3 separate regions of the Mus musculus genome follow, and all the other regions are linked to region 3. The links are chromatin contacts, called in public Hi-C maps. All regions are on one chromosome and are shown on one strand. Each heading gives the region's core, a stretch centred on a gene start, on an enhancer-like site or on the middle of the called end of the contact. The rest is flanking DNA. Distances are from core to core; before and after follow the strand shown.

What was found. Hi-C and Micro-C count contacts between places; a contact is called where the count stands out from the background.
Region 1: a contact with region 3 is called in a Hi-C map of adipose-derived mesenchymal stem cells, with 2.2 times the contacts expected there. The contact joins two enhancer-like sites.
Region 2: a Hi-C map of embryonic fibroblasts shows a contact between it and region 3, with 8 times the contacts expected there. The contact joins two enhancer-like sites. A contact is called at or near these places in 3 of 484 Hi-C or Micro-C datasets (the HL-1 cell line, embryonic fibroblasts and nephron progenitors) and 1 of 115 datasets of contacts at active chromatin or transcription factors (acute myeloid leukemia).

Annotation. Positions count from the first base shown.
Region 1 is chr1:69,275,069-69,279,024 of GRCm38.p6, reverse strand. No RefSeq gene overlaps it. Among named protein-coding and RNA genes, the nearest start is that of Gm28497, 150 kb to the left of the region's middle. Within about 2 kb of position 1,919, at least 28 of the 459 cell types and tissues checked have an H3K27ac peak or open chromatin away from gene starts, as enhancers often do. A contact at or near this core is called in adipose-derived mesenchymal stem cells, where this site is marked.
Region 2 is chr1:69,330,160-69,333,725 of GRCm38.p6, reverse strand. No RefSeq gene overlaps it. Among named protein-coding and RNA genes, the nearest start is that of Gm28497, 99 kb to the left of the region's middle. Within about 2 kb of position 1,900, at least 47 of the 459 cell types and tissues checked have an H3K27ac peak or open chromatin away from gene starts, as enhancers often do. A contact at or near this core is called in embryonic fibroblasts, where this site is marked.
Region 3 is chr1:69,609,440-69,613,179 of GRCm38.p6, reverse strand. All of the region lies in intron 3 of Ikzf2 (IKAROS family zinc finger 2), which reads left to right. Among named protein-coding and RNA genes, the nearest start is that of Ikzf2, 75 kb to the left of the region's middle. Within about 2 kb of position 1,854, at least 28 of the 459 cell types and tissues checked have an H3K27ac peak or open chromatin away from gene starts, as enhancers often do. A contact at or near this core is called in adipose-derived mesenchymal stem cells and embryonic fibroblasts, where this site is marked.

The sequences.
Region 1 (3,956 bases), core at 670-3,169, 330 kb after region 3:
ACTTTTCCTTCTGGGAAAACTAAAAGGTGATCTGTTGTGTCCTGGTTCTTTCCTCTCCCCCACTAACACTGGTACAAAATCCTCGCAGAAACAGTGTGCCTGGTTCATTAGCATGACGTCTTCCTTGTAGGGACTTTTCCAATTCCCATATTATATTAACTCCCCTAAGCTTTTATCTTTCTTGTAGGTCTATAGACAGCTCGACTCAATAATAACTTTTACCATCTACAGCCAAAGATACGTATTGTCTGACCTCCATTCAGCAACAGTGTTCTGTTTCTTATCTCCCTCAGCTGCACTAATGCTAATTTCTCTCTGCTCCATTCTGTGTCGTTTTTCTGCACTTGGCCCTTTCAGAGGCACTCTGTTTCTTCTATTTCTGATGGCCACAATTGCCTAATATCTTATTATGCACCACTATCGGCTCAGTTTTCCCAAGGCGTTTAGAGTGTAGGAGTCAGAGAGACAAAACGGTCTGGACGCAGCACTTATTGAAACAGGCACAAGCTTTATTGATGACTTTGGTTTGAAAATCTCTTCCAAGCAAAACTGTCTCCTGATACATTCTTCGGAGAAAAGAGGTGAGCTCACATCCACCAATACTGCCCACATAGACTGTTAGTTATCCTGTGTTCGGTGTGCACCTCAGCCCCTACATTTCCTCTTGCCAGAGACCCCTGCTTTTATTCATGTCCCTTGACATTTATTCTTTCTTCATGCCAGATTGGCAGTGCCTGGATTCTTGTCCAGGAAGCTAGTATCCAAATCATCCTTATGAGTTAACAATATATTCACATGCAAGAGATAAACTGATAAATGAGAATCTTCCCTTAGGTCCCGAATTCCTATGAGTGATTGTTTTATCTTGATTTAGAATCTCCAGGCAAACACACATCTGGATGTGTTTATGAAGGCATTTACCGAAAGGTTTAACTGGAGGGCCATCCCTTGGTGTGAACAGTAAGATCCATAGGCTGGGGTCTAATACTACTAGAGAGTGAGGAACAGGAACCCCAGCCTTCCTTTCCTTGCTTCATGACTATAAAAGAAAACATGACCAGGTGCCTCGTGCCTCTGCCACTGTGCCTTCCTTGCCTCAGTGGTCTGTGTTCTTTCTTTAAGACTAAGCCAAAACAAACCCTTCCTCCCCTGAGATGTTTCTTGTTGGGCTTTTATACAAGCACAGCAACATGAAAAGTGTGAACACACTCTTGATGTTTGTGAGACTGTGCTAGTATAATAAAGGTCAGGGATGGAACCCCCATCTTTCATACCAGCATAATTGACTTGGTGAATGAACTCATGAATGAGTAAGTTGGTTGGGCTACAGCCCCACCTTTTTTCCCACCCACATTCCATTTTTAAAATTCCACTGGAAAACCAGTGGGAGCGGAGAACGCTGGAATGAGGAGAGGGAATGTCTGACCGTTCCTTTCGCATCCCCTGCAAGGCATTGTGTGACAAAACCAGAAAAGAATCTCAGCCTCTCTAAGTGTTGTGTTGTCTGATATTTTGGCATTAAAAAAAAAGCTCCAGTCATGTTATTCTGTCTTTCAAGTGTGATGTATGAAGGTGAGAAAATAAGGTCTTATTTTCAAGACTCCTTGCCCCAGTGCAAATTGAAAACCGTGGGACTTGGTTGATAAACAAACATGAGAGAGATCCTTCATTTAGAAAGGGCGGGACACCAGTAAAGCTTGCATTCAAGTGTTTTTCTTTTCCTGGTGGCCTGCTTCTGTAGAGGACAGCCTGAAACACCCGTGACTATGTTAATCCTCACAGTGGCGCAGGGCTGGAAACGCAAAGCATGCCCACACACTTTTCTTCTTTGGTTCTTGTCATGAACACCATAAGCTTTAGCTCCTGTCACTCTCTCACCACACTGGAGCCACATAAGCTTGCTGTTCTTGGAACTATTCCCCAGCCCCTCCTTCCCTGGAGCCCTGGAACTGTTATACCTTGCTATGGAGTGTTCTCTCCACTGCCTTCCTTGCTGCCCTCTTCGTTTACATCCTGTTTCTCATTTACATCTTGTTCCCCAAGGAGATGTTCTTTGGGTTCCCAGTGATGCTCCTCACTATTCTTCTCTATTTGTTCTCCTTAACCATCTCCATGGGATCCTTAGGAAGCAGTTCCCAATTGTTTTACCACTTGTTTGTCTTCTACAAATACACTGGAGACTGATGGAGGTAGGGATTATGCCTGAGATGACACCCGTTGACAATCCTAGAACATACTAGGTCCTTAGTTAGCAAATGCTGAATGCATTGTGGCACAGCAAGCACTTGAGCTCCTAACTCACCAATTGGGAAACAAGACTCAGGTTCCTCACACTACTTGTCTGCCTCTGACACTGGCACTCCACAGGAGTAGAAGTGGATGTAGAAGGGAAGACATTTGCTCATGATTAAATGGAGGTGTGTTTTGCTCTAGTCTTTCTTTGCCTCATTCTTTTATCTCTGTGTTCTGGATAAGATGAGCAGGTGGAATTGATTGAAAGCACAGGGGGAAGGGACTTGTGTGTGAGAATGGCTGCTTATTTTGTATCCATTTCTGGTGGATAGCTACTCAGCGCAGACCAGTTCTAGTTGGCATGATAGATTTCAGTGCACCGATTCAGGAAATTACCACTGTTAAATGGTTTTATAAACTATGTAGTGGACAGTGTTGATGTGTGATATATATATATGCAGTTTGATTTCCCAGAACTCATTTGTCAGAATTTCCAAAAGATCACAAATAAAGGTCAATATTTTTAGACACAATCTACTTTGATACATCTATTTTTGTTTATAAATTTGGAATGCCAAGCAGTATTTATACTTTGCAATCTTCAAATCTCCACCAGTGTCTTTGAGTCTAATCATGATGGTTGGTAAGGGTGTGCACTTCTGCCACCTAAGCGTGGGCATCTCCACAGCAGCTCTCAACAAATAGTCTCCAGCTAAACGGGTATGTCTGGGACTGTCACTAACTTTCATGCGTAATCAGGGACCCATGTTTATGGGCAGATCACCTCATTCTACCAGTCAGTGATGACTTGGGTTCCTGAGAGATGTCATAAGGATCTGAGTCAACAGAGCCCCAGCTACCTCTAAACATTGGCGTGGTGTTTCTGATGTAGTTTCCCTGGCCATTGTTAAATATAATAATACACTCCTAATATTTCTTTTGTTTTAGCTAAAATATATAAGCCCATACTACTTTTAGACTCAATATCTCTTCATAAATCCAAATTTTTATTCTTCTCTCATATATTACATCCTGACTGCAGTTTCTCCTCCTGTGGTGGTTAGAAGATGCTTGGCCCAGGGAGTGTCACTATTAGGAGGTGTGGCCTTGGTGGAAGGAGTGTGTCACTATGGGAGTGGGCTTTGAGACCCTCCTCCTAGCTTCCTGTTTGCCTTTAGAACAAGATGTAGAAATCTTAGCTCCTCTAGCCCCATGCCTGCCTGGACACAGCCATGCTTTCTGCCTTGATGATAGTGGACTGAACTTTCAGAACCTGTAAGCCAGCCCCAATTAAATTTTGTCCTTTATAAGAGTTTTCTTGGTCATGGTGTTTATTCACAGCAGTAAAACCTTAACTAAGATACCTTTTTTCCCTCCCCTGGTCACTCCCCCTTCCACCTGTCCTCTCTCCCATATTCACTCCCACTCTACCTCCTTTCAGAAAAGAGCAGGCCTCCCAGGGACATCAACTAAGTATAATAAGCAACAATAAGACCAAGCACATACCATCATATCAAGACTGCAAGGCAACCGAATAGATGGGAAAGGGTCCTGCAAATAGGGTCAAGGACAGTCCCCATTCCCACTGTTAAGATTCTCACAAAAACACTAAGCTACTTTCTCAGCCATAACATATATGCAGAAGACCTAGGACAGACCCCTACAGGCTTCCTGACCTCTAAGAGTTTCCTCATTCTGGGACTATTTACACAGGCATATGCAGT
Region 2 (3,566 bases), core at 651-3,150, 280 kb after region 3:
AAGAATTTTTACTAGTTAGGCACCTTTTTGTGTGTTTGTGTGCCAGGCAGTGTAGTCAATGATGATTAAGATCCAGGTCCTATCTTCCTTAGAGTGCTGACAGATTAATGGTAGCAATAGACTGTGGAGATGTAAAACATTCAACAATTGTGTACCAAACAACTGCTTTAACTGCTTTGAGTGCCAGGGACTTTTGGGGACCTTTTTTTCCCCTCTTTTTTCCCCCCAATGAATAAAACCGAATTTCTGATTTCACTGAGCTTTAGTGGCTGGAGAGATAGCAAATGCAAAAACCTAGAAATTCTTTAACTGAGGTCTAGGTAAGCATTATGGGGAAAAGGAGAAAAGAGAGAGTGTGTCTAAGTTACTGGTTAAACTTTTGCTGGGAGATAATGTTTCAGCAGGGTCTTGAAGAAAGTAGGGCATGGTAACAAGCCTGTAAAAGTCACAGGGGAAGGGCAGAAGGTGCAGCCACTGCTACAAAACTTGCTCAGCAGGGACATGACCCCAGGGTAACCTTGAGCCCATGGAGTCTCAGTGAAACATTGAAAGGAAGAGAAGTTTGCAGGAAACTAGAGGCAGAGGATAACTTAGTTACATATAAGAGGGTCACAGAATGATGAAGAGGAGAGATACGATTGGAGTCTAAGGCAGCAGAATGGAAGCAGACATCAGTCTTTCAAACCTGCTACAGAAGACTTGCGATTCCATGTACTGAGTCCAGAGCACGGCACTCTGTGACCTCATTACTGCTTCCTAGACATCCTTCTGGTGATGGAGTCTCACCATTCCATCAACCTGAGATGCAATCCCAATCTAATGGGTTAAAATTTGCACCCGAGATGATGTAACTTGTTCTTGCTTTGCTCAGTAGCTCACGAAAGTAATAGGGTTTACGATGAATTACAGTCTTCCTTCCTCTCTGCTTCACCTTCAAGACAGCCATTAGCATTGTTTAAGGCTTTGACTCTCCTGGAAATAATAAGATACAGTATCGCAGATATCAGATCCATCAGAGATAGCAGACAGTAGAACTTTCTGTTATTTGGTTTATCTATTTACTTTATTATTGTTTCCTGTGTTTGACTTAGTAGATATTTGCACTTATAGAGCTGTATTTATTTGTAATATATATATATATATATATACATACACACATACATACACACACATATATATGTATACATATATATGTATGTGTCTTTGTACAAGTATTTATGCCTATATGTATGCTTACACCTATGATTTCGTGTGATACCATGCAATAAGAGAGCCACTATTTGTTACCTCTTTGTACAGCATTTCCCTGATGTATAATTTAAACCCCTCAGTAAACATCTGATGGGGAACTACTCATATTATAAAGACAAAGGTACAATAGGTTCAATTTACTAAAGACCTAGCAGGAACCAAAATTCAGCCCCAGGTCAGCAGGATACAGCAGTATCAAACACACGCAGAGCGTGTTTGATAGCAAGAGAATTTACTGCTAAGAAAATGACATCAGGTTCAGAAATCTTCACGTCCCAAATCACATTTCTGTTAACCTGTTGAGCATTTCTCGAGATTCCCTGTAAGGAGAGTGAGTTTATTTCGGTGAACACATAAGTATTTACATCAGTATGACTTCATTTTTTTTTTGGGTGGGGGGAGGAACTATACAATGCCGATCTGCAGTTTATTCTCTTTGTTAGTCCGTTGCTTCCTGATAAATAGAAGATTGCAAAAAGCTGTTAAACCTCATTCAAGGAAACACTCAGTCCTCAAGCTTTCACAAGCTTTTGTAAAACCTAGTGAGCTGGGTGAAAAATCCCTGGCTGGGAGTAGAGTATCGTGAACAGATGAGCTCACCCCTGGTATGCAAAGCTGCCGAATTAGCTGGTTAAACAGGCTGCTGAGATAATTACATTGTCTGTTTTGTGACACATTACACCGGTGCACTTGAGATTAACCTGTTCTCTTGTGTCTATTCTGATCAGTTTTTTAGACAGCCTTTTATCTGATGAAGGCTCAGAGACATCAAAAGAGAAAGGGGCGTGGGTGAAAAGAAAGCCCACATTAAGCTGAAGAGTTAAAATTTCTATTTAAATTTCTGCACCCATATTCCTTATTTCCATAACTTTGGTTGCTCTCTAGAGACCTCTGCTGGAAATTATGGATATGAAAATAATCACACTTAAAGAATTCATTGTTTGCATTTTACCGTAGCTATTACATCATAAGCCCTATAACTAATTTTAAGAAGGAAATTTCAATGTTATATCATAAGCATAACACACTTACTACAGAGCTATATTCAGACCGAAGTGCTATGTTCGGAAAGTTTCTTTTTTTTTTTTCCCCAATTTTTATTAGGTATTTTCTTCATTTACATTTCAAATGTTATCCTGAAAGTCCCCTATACGACCCCCCCCCCCTGCTCCCCTACCTACCCACTCCTACTTCTTGGCTCTGGTGTTCCCCTGTACTGAAGCATATAAAGTTTGCAAGACCAAGGGGCTTCTCTTCCCAAATGATGGCCGACTAGGCCATCTTCTGATACATATGCAGCTAGAAACATGAGCTCTGGGGAGTACTGGTTAGTTCATATTGTTGTTCCACCTATAGGGTTGCAGACCCCTTTAGCTCCTTGGATACTTTCTCTAGCTCCTCCATTGGGGGCTCTGTGTTCCATCCAATAGCTGACTGACTGTGAGCATCCACTTCTGTGTTTGCTAGGCCCCGGCATAGCCTCACAAGAGACAGCTATATCAGGCTCCTTTCAGCAAAATCTTGCTAGTGTGTGCAATGGTGTCAGTGTTTGGAGGCTGATTATGGGATGGATCCCTGGGTATGGCAGTCTTTAGATGGTCCATCCTTTCGTCTCAGCTCCAAACTTTGTCTGTGTAACTCCTTCAATGGGTGTTTTGTTCCCAATTCTAAGAAGGGGCGAAGTGTCCACACTTTGGTCTTTGTTCTTCTTAAGTTTCATGTGTTTTGCAAATTGTACCTTGGGTATTCTAAGTTTCTGGGCTAATATCCACTTATCAGTGAGTACATATCATGTGAGTTCTTAGAAACAGAAGGTACTCTACCCAATTAATTCTATGAAGCCACAATTACTCTGATACCTAAACCACATAAAAACCCAACAAAGATAGAGAACTTCAGACCAATTTCCCTTATGAATATCGATGCAAAAATACTCAATAAAATTCTTGCTAACCGAATCCAAGAACACATCAAAACAATCATCCATCATGACCAAGTAGGCTTCATTCCAGGGATGCAGGGATGGTTTAATATACGGAAATCCATCAATGTAATCCACTATATAAACAAACTGAAAGTTTCTAAAGGCATCTGCAGGCTAAATTTGAGCTGGTAGTCAGTAAGTATGCACCCACACTCTAAGAGTCCACTCTGTGCTTAGCAATGATAAATTTTGGCTTGTTATTTTTATATTTTTGTTAATGTTGTCAAAGTTTAAGTAGAATTATTTATTTTGAGATTAAATGTGGTAGATATAAACACCAATGAAGATAATAATAATAACCACACACAAACAACTCTAAAACCTGTCCCTA
Region 3 (3,740 bases), core at 605-3,104:
ATCAATGTTTTGGTTACTTTTCTATTGCTGTGATAAAACACCATGATCAAGACATCTTAAAAAAGAAAACATTTAACTGGGCTTACAGTTTCAGAGGTTTGGGGTCCATGATGACAGAATATGGCAGTGGGAACATCTGAAGGTTCACATCTGAACTGGCAGGCAGGAGACTTCGAGGCACACTAGGAATTGTTTCAGTCTTTTGAAACCTCAAGGACTACCAGATGTAGATAACACCTCTAATCCTTCCCAAACAGTTCTACCAACTTGGGACTAGTAGAGTCAAATATATGAGCTTTGGGAGACTATGCTCATTCAAACCACCAAAGTGGGTCAACTATGAAAACATGGAAGATGCTCTATGTTTTAAAGCATCACATTCAGCCAAGACTTTGTCCTTTATGTAAAACCGCGTAATAATCACATCCACTTCATTGGTATACACATTGGCTTTTATTTTTTAAAAAAGGTAAAATTATCCTTATACCAAAATTGTTTTGAAGTAACTCTATTTTATTTTCACTAAATGTTTAATTAATTTCACATGACTATATATCTGTGTTAATGTCAACATTTCTCTATCAAATGAGGCAGTCACAGAGTAGAAAAATTAAGTCATCAGTCTTCAGCATGGTGGTATTGGATTAGAAGTGAGGAGAAAAGGGGGCATCCACAAGGGCTTCTGGGTTTTTGCTTCAATAAAAACTCATGGGCCTTCTTGAGTGGAGAGGAGTAGACTTGGAGATTGACAGGGAGAGTTCTATTGGAAACAGGTGAACGTAAAGATTCATTTCTAGAAGTCATGCAGATGAACATGTCTTCATCAAAGACATGTGTCTGAGCCAAAGGATTACGGAGTCAGATTGCTCTCGCTCAGGGTGGCCATTGTGAAACTCCTAGGTGTATGGTGGAGACCAGGGCTGCCAGGAGGTTTTACGACTTGGCATCCTCATGTGCAAGTCACCAAATATTCCTTGTTTTCACTGGGTTGTTTTGAAGATTAAAGCCGGATCATGTTGGTGAATCCCTGACAGTGCTTGACATGCAATTAGCACCCAATAAATATCTTTAATTGTTTTTAATTATTGTTGTTGTTGGCAAAAGGAGTAGGATTTTTAAGCTGAGATTAAATGTTTTGGAATGTGATTAGGATTTGCACTGATAATATCTTACTTGAATTGTATTGTTGTCCTTCATGGAAGTATTATAACCCACAAATTTGAATTCTGTAAGTATATGGGGGCTTATGATTTATCAGTATGTTTACTATTGTGAGGTAGTGGTCATGGCCTCTTAAATAGGATCTACCATACTGTATGCAAACCAAAGTTCCCAAGGAAGTAATGAGTCAAAATGCAATCGACAGATCACCTTTGGATTGCCAGTTTCTTGCTCCACTTGGGTTGATCTTTAGGTTGAGTTCCACAACCTTTGATTTGGCTCAGGTTTTCCGCCGATGAGACTTTCCCTTACCCTTGACCTTAAATGTTAAAATTACTGATTTCAAGTGGATTCATATTCTAGAATTTTTATTTTGTCTTCTTTTTTTCTGTAGAGTCAGTGTATGCTGTAGGATTTTGAGACTCCCCTTATTGCATTAACAGATTCTTAGGGCGCAAAGGCCAGATCACTTAAGAAAACCACAGTCTGTTTGGCAATAGTGGTGAACCTGGAGCAAAGCCAGCCACAGCCAGTATAAAGTTAGATTCCATTCCATCAGCATAATAGTTAATAATAGTCGGCTGATAGGGATGAGGAGTGTGCCTTCTCCCCCTCCTCCCATTCCTCACTAACCTCTCCACCTAATATACCATTCCTTTCCCCATTCCTAGAATTCTTTGCTTGAGCCCAGCTAGGGGATGCTGAGCTAGTGGCTGCTGTGTAAATGCCATAGTGGGGTCTTTCTGAAAGAACTGATAGCCCTGGTGGTGACTACTTAAAAAGCGAGTCATCTCCAGATGTCTTTAGGGATATAGAAAAAAGAGTCCTCTATTCATGTTTGTGTGCGAATAAAACCAAAATCCCGTCACTCTCCTGCTTTATCCCAGGTCATCAGAATCACTCTACTTTCTTCTAGCCAGATAGGAAAGATAGAATTATTTTAATGAGCTTAGTCGTAGTAAAAGTAAATCAGTTTCATTTGTGGTGTCTAGCCCCTAAGCGCACCCGAACTAGTCAAACATTTACAGCATTCCAGGAATTCTTTCCCTGAATTCTACAGGCTCGAATTTGGAGTTGCATTTAAACAGTGAGAAATATTGCTGGATGTGAGATCCACTAGTGTAGTATTGATGGGAAAATCCAACATCATTTTCCTGCATCTAAGCACTTCTTGGTGGGACCATGTCCTAGTAGGCAGCAGCCTCACATTGTGTAACTGTTGACGATAGCATTTTGGTGCTACCTGTAGTTTAGGGTAGCAATTGTCCTTTACCCTACATCTCACCACTACAGAAACACTTGCTAACTTCTAATCACTTGCTTCTCAAATTTAAGAGCTTGGCCAGAGTGATGCCGGAAAGTCTGCATTTTCCAGTGAGTAACGTCCATCTCTTCTGGGGATCTTGACACCCCCCTATCATTAACAAGTCCTCAGATTCCTTTAGAGAATGGAGCAAGGAGACCAGCCCCCCCCCAAATGTATAGTAAAGCATAACCAGGTTGTACCCGAGGATAAGTTATTTCTCAATAGAGTGCATTGTGCTGGCTGCCAAGCGAACCCAACATCTTCTTGCCTCCTTCCTTCTACAGATTATATTGTGGTTTCAGGTGTTGTTCTCAGGTCAGTTTCCCTGGTCATTAATGCTGCAACACCTCTGCTGAGTAGATATCTACTCTCTGGTTCTTTTATTACACCACTGTGTAACCAGCACTGGAGACTCAAGGGCTGAAGCTGTTTGTAAATAAAACTTTAAAAATAGTTCCTGGGACAAGGATGTGGAGAATCAAGTCCTACGTTTTATTTTCCAACAAAGCTTCGCTTAAGTGGAATCACAATGAACTAAGTCATTGTGATTCTTACTATATTAATCTCAGAACCATTCAGTCTCTATGATTCCAGGGGTATTACTCACCCTGCTAGTCAATGACAGCATGTGTCCAATCTATGTAATATCAAAAGTAATCTAACAGCATATAGTTGCTGCCTCTAGCATACTTTTAATAACAGCAAGTTCTTACCGTTTGGTTTGAAAATGATTACCATTATTTTCTAAGAAATTTTAGGCCCAAAAAAGGATGATTTGAGAAAGAATTCAGTTTAATTCAGTAAATGTTCTCTGAGCATTGTTGTGTGCTAGCCTCTGAGTTAAGTATTTAGAATGCAGAATGGATGAACTTGTCCCTGGGTCACAGTGTACAGTAGAATAGAGACAGTTGGATCATTTCATGCCCCTTACAATTGGAGTGTAGAGCCGCTCTTCTGTTAAAAGCCATTAGTTTTGCCAGAATTGGCCAGAAAGGGTTATTATCCTAGGAAATCACATTGGGTCTGAACCTTGAATGATGGGAGCTGGGAAATGAGGACAAACGGAGGCATCCAACACAAAGGAGCCACGCACAAGCAGACTGGGAGCAGTGTATGCTGGGGAAATGGAATTGCTTCAAGGTGGCAAAATATCACTTGTTTGTGGGTCAATGTTATTCTTGTCAAAGAAGGCCATATATGACATATATAAATGACCTTCGGATTATGATGAGGCTTTGGAGTCAAATTTGTAAGCAAGTTAGAAAATTCTTAC